2 separate regions of the Arabidopsis thaliana genome follow, and region 2 is linked to region 1. A link is a contact called in public targeted proximity ligation data. All regions are on one chromosome and are shown on one strand. The core of a region is the stretch at or near the end of the contact, and the rest is flanking DNA. Distances in the headings are between cores, read along the strand shown. Region 1 holds the start of AT1G66130 (NAD(P)-binding Rossmann-fold superfamily protein). Region 2 holds the start of GSR2.

What was found.
Region 2: a contact with region 1 is called in a targeted proximity ligation map of shoot, with 10 read pairs. A contact is called at or near these places in 8 of 26 Hi-C or Micro-C datasets (callus, cotyledon, root and 4 more), 1 of 2 datasets of targeted methods (shoot) and 2 of 3 other capture datasets (root and shoot).

Annotation. Positions count from the first base shown.
Region 1 is chr1:24,612,786-24,616,708 of TAIR10.1, reverse strand. It overlaps AT1G66130 (NAD(P)-binding Rossmann-fold superfamily protein), which reads right to left and starts at 1,892. Exons shown (of 3, transcript NM_105284.4): 1 at 1,202-1,892; 2 at 590-890; 3 at 1-292. The coding sequence starts at 1,669. It overlaps AAE11 (AMP-dependent synthetase and ligase family protein), which reads right to left. Exons shown (of 3, transcript NM_105283.3): 1 at 3,872-3,923; 2 at 2,786-3,639; 3 at 1,904-2,685. The coding sequence ends at 2,019.
Region 2 is chr1:24,655,565-24,659,487 of TAIR10.1, reverse strand. GSR2 reads left to right here and starts at 1,785. Exons shown (of 10, transcript NM_105291.4): 1 at 1,785-2,041; 2 at 2,217-2,256; 3 at 2,361-2,464; 4 at 2,585-2,633; 5 at 2,720-2,826; 6 at 2,916-3,003; 7 at 3,098-3,301; 8 at 3,394-3,485; 9 at 3,574-3,733; 10 at 3,816-3,923. The coding sequence starts at 1,968.

The sequences.
Region 1 (3,923 bases), core at 643-3,142:
GATTTCTTTACAGCATCAACGATCAACTGCGTCTTCTTACTTATATCCGGCCACCTACGATCAGCCTCTAAGTCGCCACGCTTGATTCCTTCCACAAGCCGCGTGAACTCTCTCAGCATCATTGCCTCTTGCGTCTCCGGAGTTCCGCTACAGTCCACTGTAACTCTCTCTGGCGTCACATTCCAACCAATGTGCATGTCCACAAACTTCGCACCACTTGTGTATTCGAACCAAGCTTTGTCCTCCTTGTAGGGTATCACATAGTCATTCATTTGAATCGACCCTTTTGAGCCTGAACATTCATTTTGACATTTGATGTTAGTACAAAGCTGATCACTTATATTTTACATATACATTAGTCTTTAATAAGGGTTTTGGAAATTTAAATAAAATGTAGAACTAAATCTACTATAGATTGTTTTATACGGTTTTACATTGAATATGACCATTTTAACCAAACTATACTACTTATTTGGTTTTTGAATTAGTTTTTAAAATTCGGTTCGATTCGGGTCAGTTTGATTATAGTCCCCTAGACTATTACTATTTCTATTTCAACTTATGGTATAATAAAGACAATGGTAAGAACCTGAGATAGCTAAGTCCGTTGAAAGTTGAGAGAGGAAAGAGCAATGAACGATTGCGGTTGTGGTTGCAGTTGAACCGAACTGAAGAGAGGCAGTGCAGGACAAGATAGTGCCAACCGAGTTTGTGGAGACAGAGGAGGGAAGAGCCCTGACCGATATCGGCATTTGGTAAGACATAGCCCACAAAGCTGCGCCTATAGGATACCATCCAAGCTCTCCGATAGCTCCGGCTAAACCCATAGCTTCTTTAGTCAGTCTTTCCAATACTTGCTCCGGTACCGGAGTGGTCATCGTGCTATACATCTGCAACATGTGTCAGAGAATGTTTCATATATACTTTAGGCGTAATGATAAGTGAAACATTATAGATTAGATTCAATCCTTCAACGTATGCTCATGAATAGTTTAATATAACTTAAACTAAGTGACGAAACCTATCGTTCGTTATCATTCGAAACAACATCTTACACGTTGAACACCTTAAAAACTCTACTCTAGTTCTAGTACAATTGAAAGGTTTTATGTGTTATTCTAACTTATATGTGGGGCAATAAATAAAGTCAAAGATTCTATGGACCAATTTTGCAATTTGAATAAAAAGGCAGAGCGCTTACGTGGCGAACATCTCCAAGCAATCCAGAATCAAACATCGTATCTCTAATCTTAACCGTCCGTTGATGATGCAACCAAATCGTACCGTCCATAAACTGAACACCGTTATATTCACACGCCTCCACAATCTTCTCCAGCTCCGTCGCGTCTTGAGCTGGTGGTTTCTCAACAAGAACATGCTTCTTCTTCTCTGCCGCCGTCACAGCCCATCTCGCTCGTTGCGTCACCGGCATCGTCAAGTAAACGGCGTCGACGTTTGCATCGTTTAAAAGCTCCTCGTAGCTTCCGTATATCGTGACGGTCTCCGGCGATAAATTGTTCCCGGTGGCGAAGGTTTTTGCGGTTTCGAGTGATGGATCGCTGATGGCGATAATGACGGCGTTTGAGGATTCTGTTACTGTTCTGACGAACTTTGATGCGAATCTGATACATCCAAGAAGACCAAAACGCACCGTTTTAGTGTCACTCATGTTGTGTTCTTTTGTTTTTGTTATGTTGTCGCAATGTTTTTTTTTTCTACTTCTTCAGCTTCAGGAGCTGTGTTCTAGTGAAAGTGAAGAGATATGAATGTTTTCCAAGTGGCGAATCCTGAGCCTTAAGAATTTTGAGATTATCTTCTTCAATTTTATTTTGTTGAATCCACGTGGAATTTTTTCCTCTTTTTGTCTTACCATTTTTTTAGACAAATAAAAGATGCAATATTTGTTGAATAACTTCATTTTAATTATTAGCGTAAATTTAACAATCCATACATGTAAACTAAGAAACATATCAATCCAAACATACGCATATACATAAACACATCGATGAATAGTAACGCTAAAGCCTCGAACTAACGTGTTCGATACTGCGTTGATGAACTTTCTTGGAGCCGGCATCGTCCTCCCTGACCACCAATGCCTTAGCGATGTCTCTCAACTTAGACTTTAGGATCTTTCCGTTACTATTCTTTGGAAGCTCTTGAAAGAACACCACCTTTTTCGGACACATAAAATGCGGCATATTCTCACGGCAATATTTAATGAGATCTCCTTCACTAGTCACCAATCCCTCTTCACCCTTCTTTAGAACAACAAACGCACACGGGGTTTCACCCCATAGAGGATGAGGCATGGCTACAACCGCAGCCTCGAGCACTTCCTGATACATGTAAAGAACTTTCTCGACCTCAATACTACTTATGTTCTCACCTCCCGAGATTATGATGTCTTTGGATCGATCTTTGATCTCTACATATCCATCAGGATGAATCACACCTATGTCTCCCGTGTTAAGCCATCCGTGTTTAAATGCTTCAGATGTTGCTTTAGGATTCTTTAGATACCCTTTCATTAGGCTGCTTCCTTTAATAACAATTTCTCCCATTGTCTTCCCGTCGCGTGGGACACTCTCTAGAGTTTTCGTGTTCTTCACGTCAACGTCGGCTAGGGTTAGGTTCCTTACACCTTGCCTTTGTTGTAGCTCTATCTGTTGATGCTCTGGTAGTCTATTTTGGATTTTTATAATAAAAAATTGTTATCTTCAATATGATTATATATAAAAGATTGTAGTATATTATGTAAAATCAGAATGGTTATATATATTACTTGTTCCACTCGTCTTGCCATTCACAAAAGAGAACCGGGCCGGTGGCCTCTGTAAGCCCATAGCCATGCATCACGTGAAACCCCAGCTGCTCAACTTTCTTTATAAGGACAGCCGGAGGAGAAGAACCTCCAGTCAACACCTGAACCGGCGAGGACTTGGGTGACTGGTCGGTTCGACTTCCTTCAAGGAGAAACCTAAAGACCGTAGGAACACATGACATGTGAGTCACGCCATGCAATTCTATGTTCTTATAGATCTCTGGAGCAGTGACATGTCTGATGCATACATTAGTACCACCACGAGCAGCGACGGACCACGTGTGCGTCCATCCATTGCAATGAAACATAGGTAGTGTCCAGAGGTAGACAGGGAAAATCCCCATTTCCCAGCCAATAATGGAGCTCAAAGCGCTCAAGTAGGCTCCTTGGTGGCTAATCACCACACCTTTTGGGTCTGCCGTGGTACCTGACGTGTAGTTCAAGGAGATAGGGTCATGCTCGTTGTGGACACGGAACATGCTTGCGGAGGAGGATGGCGTAGGTTCTCCTTTTCGGATGAGACCCTCGTAGTCTAACTCCTTGGAGAAAGGCTTTGTAGTGGAATCAATCTCGTTAATTAATATGATCCGCGGATGCGGTTGTGACTGGTAAGTGGGTATGAGACGGAGGACTTCTTGGATCAAAGGAGCAAACTCGTAGTCCACAAATAAGATCTTTGGCTCGGCGTGGCGGAGAATGATGGCTATGGTTTTGGCGTCAAGACGGGTGTTAATGGGGTTAAGTACGGCTCCGGTCATGGGAACGCTAAAGTGCATCTCGTACATGGCAGGTACGTTTGGGGCCAAAATCGAGACCTAAACAAAGATTCATCATACACGTTAACGTTAAATATAAGTACCATCCTAAAGAAAAGTAAGGATGATACAAGCAATATGATAGTCATCAGTAGATATAAAACTAAAACGAAAGAAAAAGAGAAGTCATGTGGTTCATATGCTGATTATGACACGTGAGCACGAGTAACTCGGAAAGGCATATAATAAAAAGTCCAATATAAGTATCAGAAGGCAAAATAAAAATTCTTACAACGTCGTTTCGGGTGATGTTAAGAGAGAGGAGAGAAGCAGCTAGACGACAG
Region 2 (3,923 bases), core at 536-3,035, 43 kb before region 1:
ACTGAATTAATTAATTAATATTTTTAATTCTTTTTTTTATATATATGCGTTTGTGGGTGTAATTATGGCTATCCCTACGATGAAATTGCGTAACTAATAAATGATAAAATAAAAAAGCATTGCGTAGTTTTTTTTTTTACATAGCGTAGTTAAAATGGTCATTGTAGTTGTTGTGGTTACAAATCAAGATTGATACATTTTCTTTCTTGTCGATTTCCTTTGGAGTTATCGTTTTCAATACAAATATGATGTGTCAAATAATGTTATTTAAAAATTGATCTATAGTATAATATTTGCATTTACATAATTACTTCAAATCCTACATAAATCTCACCTTAGAGAAAATTTACATATAATATAACATTTTGGAAGTTTGAAAATCAACATAAATTATTTTCAAAAATATGAGTTAAGCACTGAATATCTAATTTTTTGGTTAAAATATTTTTGAAATTATTATGTAAGTATTTACCTGTTTTAAATGTTTAAATATTGACCTAAATATAACTATTTGAATTTTAAATTCCGGTACCAAATCTAGTCCAAATATAACTCATACTTACCGTTTTTCTGAAATTTGCATATTTATCCAAATTTTTCTAAGTCTTATGAATACTAAAAAATCGATATATTGCCCATCAAATTGGGAAATCCCAAAATTCAAGAAATTTGCACAGCTCTACCCAAATTTTTAGAAGGTATGGGTGTAGATGAGCTACATTTGTTCATAAATTCTTAGAATGTTCACATATTCATCATGTAAAATAACAAATATTAAAGTATATATCTTCAACAAACAACAACGGGCTCTGCCCAAAAGAATCGAATCTCTTTTGTCCCTCTTTGAATTTTGTATTGTTTATTTTTATAATATGTGTGTAGATTCGACAAAAAAGTGTGTAGATGATTCATGGTTGGGTAAGGCTCGCAGCTTAAGACTTGCGTTAGCAACAACTTTGAGAAGAGTAGGTCCGACGCGTTCCCAAGCCGTACAATCGTCTACCACTTATCTTTTAACCGGTTAAGCCGGTTCGATTGCGACAACAACCTATGCACATGTTCTTTCGTTATCACTAATAGATAAATAAAAATTCGTGTTTTTGTTTTAATTGAAACATTAAAACAATATCCTTTTATATGGTCTATCCATTTCTTTTTTGAATAATTGGACCTAATAGCAATGGAGAAAAATGCCTCTTTTTATCCTTTTTGAAAAATTGAAGGTCTATTTTGAAAAATGGTCTTGTGCTAAACAAAATTATGGGTTGAAGGTCTATTTTGTCAATAAAATTTTAAAATAATGTAATAGATGATGAAAAAATAAATTTGGTCAAAATAATTATAAATTTTTTTTTTAAAAATCAATTAATTCTATCGACCATAAAAATAAAAAAAAATTCACCACCTGAAATATAAAAATAAGTTAATCAGTGTTTAATTTCTGCCTCACACTTGTTATCAACAAATTTCAACTTTACCTATCAGTTTGTTGGATCAATTTATTACCATCCAATTCTCTTGTTATTATTCAAAGTTCAAACATTCCGTTCCAATGTTAACTTTGTAAAGTAGTAAATGGTAAGTAACAATAACTCTAAATACCTACCCTTACAAATTAAAAATTCAACGCCTACATAAATTATCTACCTACTAGAATTTAAATATATAAAATCCTAGAATAAGTCAACAATCATATTAATGACTAAAAATTACCAAAACTAAATTATTTCATTAGTTTAAAAAAAAAACAATTTATTATATTTTATATAATATTATAATGTTTGCAAAAACAGAGTATCACGTCACCTTCTCTCTCTCTCTATCTCTGTATCCTCTCATTGCACTATAAGTACTACCACAACCACGAACTCTAAAGCATCATCTCATTAACAAAAATAAAACACACAATCTCAAGATTTTCTACTTCTTATTACAAAGATTCAATCTTCTTGTTTCTTCTTGCAACCATGAGTCTTCTTGCAGATCTTGTTAACCTTGACATCTCAGACAACAGTGAAAAGATCATCGCTGAATACATATGGTTCGTCTTCTTCCTCTGCTTTTGACCATTTGAGTTTCTCTGGTTTTTTCTGTTCTTATCGGAAAACAAGAGCTTGAGTTAAAGATTTGAATCTTAAAGTCAATCTTATCTTAAAGTCAATCTTTGTCATTTACCATTTTGTATTACATCTCTAATTTGGTTTTAATTCAAATAGGGTTGGTGGTTCTGGTATGGACATGAGAAGCAAAGCCAGGGTAATTTAATCTTTCTTTAACTATAATTTCTTTGACAAATTGTAACTTTTCTCGGAGAGATTTGATTCGATTGAATTACTAAGACTCTGGTTTGTTGCCTGCAGACTCTCCCTGGACCTGTGACCGATCCATCAAAACTTCCAAAGTGGAACTATGATGGTTCAAGCACTGGTCAAGCTCCTGGTCAAGACAGTGAAGTGATCTTATAGTAAGTCTCTTCAAGATTAAAACCAAAAAAAAAAGTCTCTTCAAGATTTTCTCTAAAGATCCATCTCTTTTGTTTTTTGTTTACTTTCTTAATAATATTTGTTGTATTTGTGTTTCTTAGCCCTCAAGCAATTTTCAAAGATCCATTCCGTAGAGGCAACAACATCCTTGTGAGTTTAAACTTTTTTTTTTTTTTTCTTGCTATATGTTCTGTTTTTAGCGGTTAAAGATTAACGTTTTTTATCGGTTTGATCAGGTTATGTGTGATGCTTACACTCCAGCGGGAGAGCCAATCCCTACTAACAAGCGACATGCTGCGGCTGAGATCTTTGCTAACCCTGATGTTATTGCTGAAGTGCCATGGTTAATCCAAATTCCCCTGTTCTTTTTATATAGCTTTTTCGCTTTCTTGCGGTGGTCGTAGATCGCTGATTTTTTTTCCGGTTAATTAGGTATGGAATCGAACAAGAATACACTTTGTTGCAGAAGGATGTGAACTGGCCTCTTGGATGGCCCATTGGTGGCTTCCCTGGCCCTCAGGTACATTCCGTTTTTGCGGAGTTTTTTCGTTTGTTTACTGCTCTTTTTCGATTCTCCGTTCTTGGCTTCTGAATTATCTCTTGCACTCTTGCAGGGACCATACTACTGCAGTATTGGAGCTGACAAATCTTTTGGAAGAGACATTGTTGATGCTCACTACAAAGCCTCTTTGTATGCTGGAATCAACATCAGTGGGATCAATGGAGAAGTCATGCCGGGACAATGGGAGTTCCAAGTCGGCCCATCGGTCGGTATCTCAGCTGCTGATGAAATATGGATCGCTCGTTACATTTTGGAGGTATAATTTAAAACCATTCACTTTTCGATTCTTGTTGATCTCTTTAAGGAAATATAAACTTATAACACAAGTTTTGGTGGTTTTAAAAACAGAGGATCACAGAGATTGCTGGTGTGGTTGTATCTTTTGACCCAAAACCTATTCCTGGTGACTGGAATGGAGCTGGTGCTCACACCAATTACAGGTAAAAAGAATCATGAATCTTTTCTCTTGTTAGATCATTACAATGTTTGTGAGAACATTCAAGAAAATGGTGAACGTTTTTATTTCAGTACTAAATCAATGAGGGAAGAAGGAGGATACGAGATAATCAAGAAGGCGATCGAGAAGCTTGGCTTGAGACACAAGGAACACATTTCCGCTTACGGTGAAGGAAACGAGCGTCGTCTCACGGGACACCATGAAACTGCTGACATCAACACTTTCCTTTGGGTAAAGATTTTAGAACATTGTTTTATTTGTAAAATGTTTGATAACATTTTCTGATCTTTGTGTTTGAATCTTCTTTAAAAAGGGTGTTGCGAACCGTGGTGCATCGATCCGAGTAGGACGTGACACCGAGAAAGAAGGGAAGGGATACTTTGAGGATAGGAGGCCAGCTTCAAACATGGACCCTTACGTT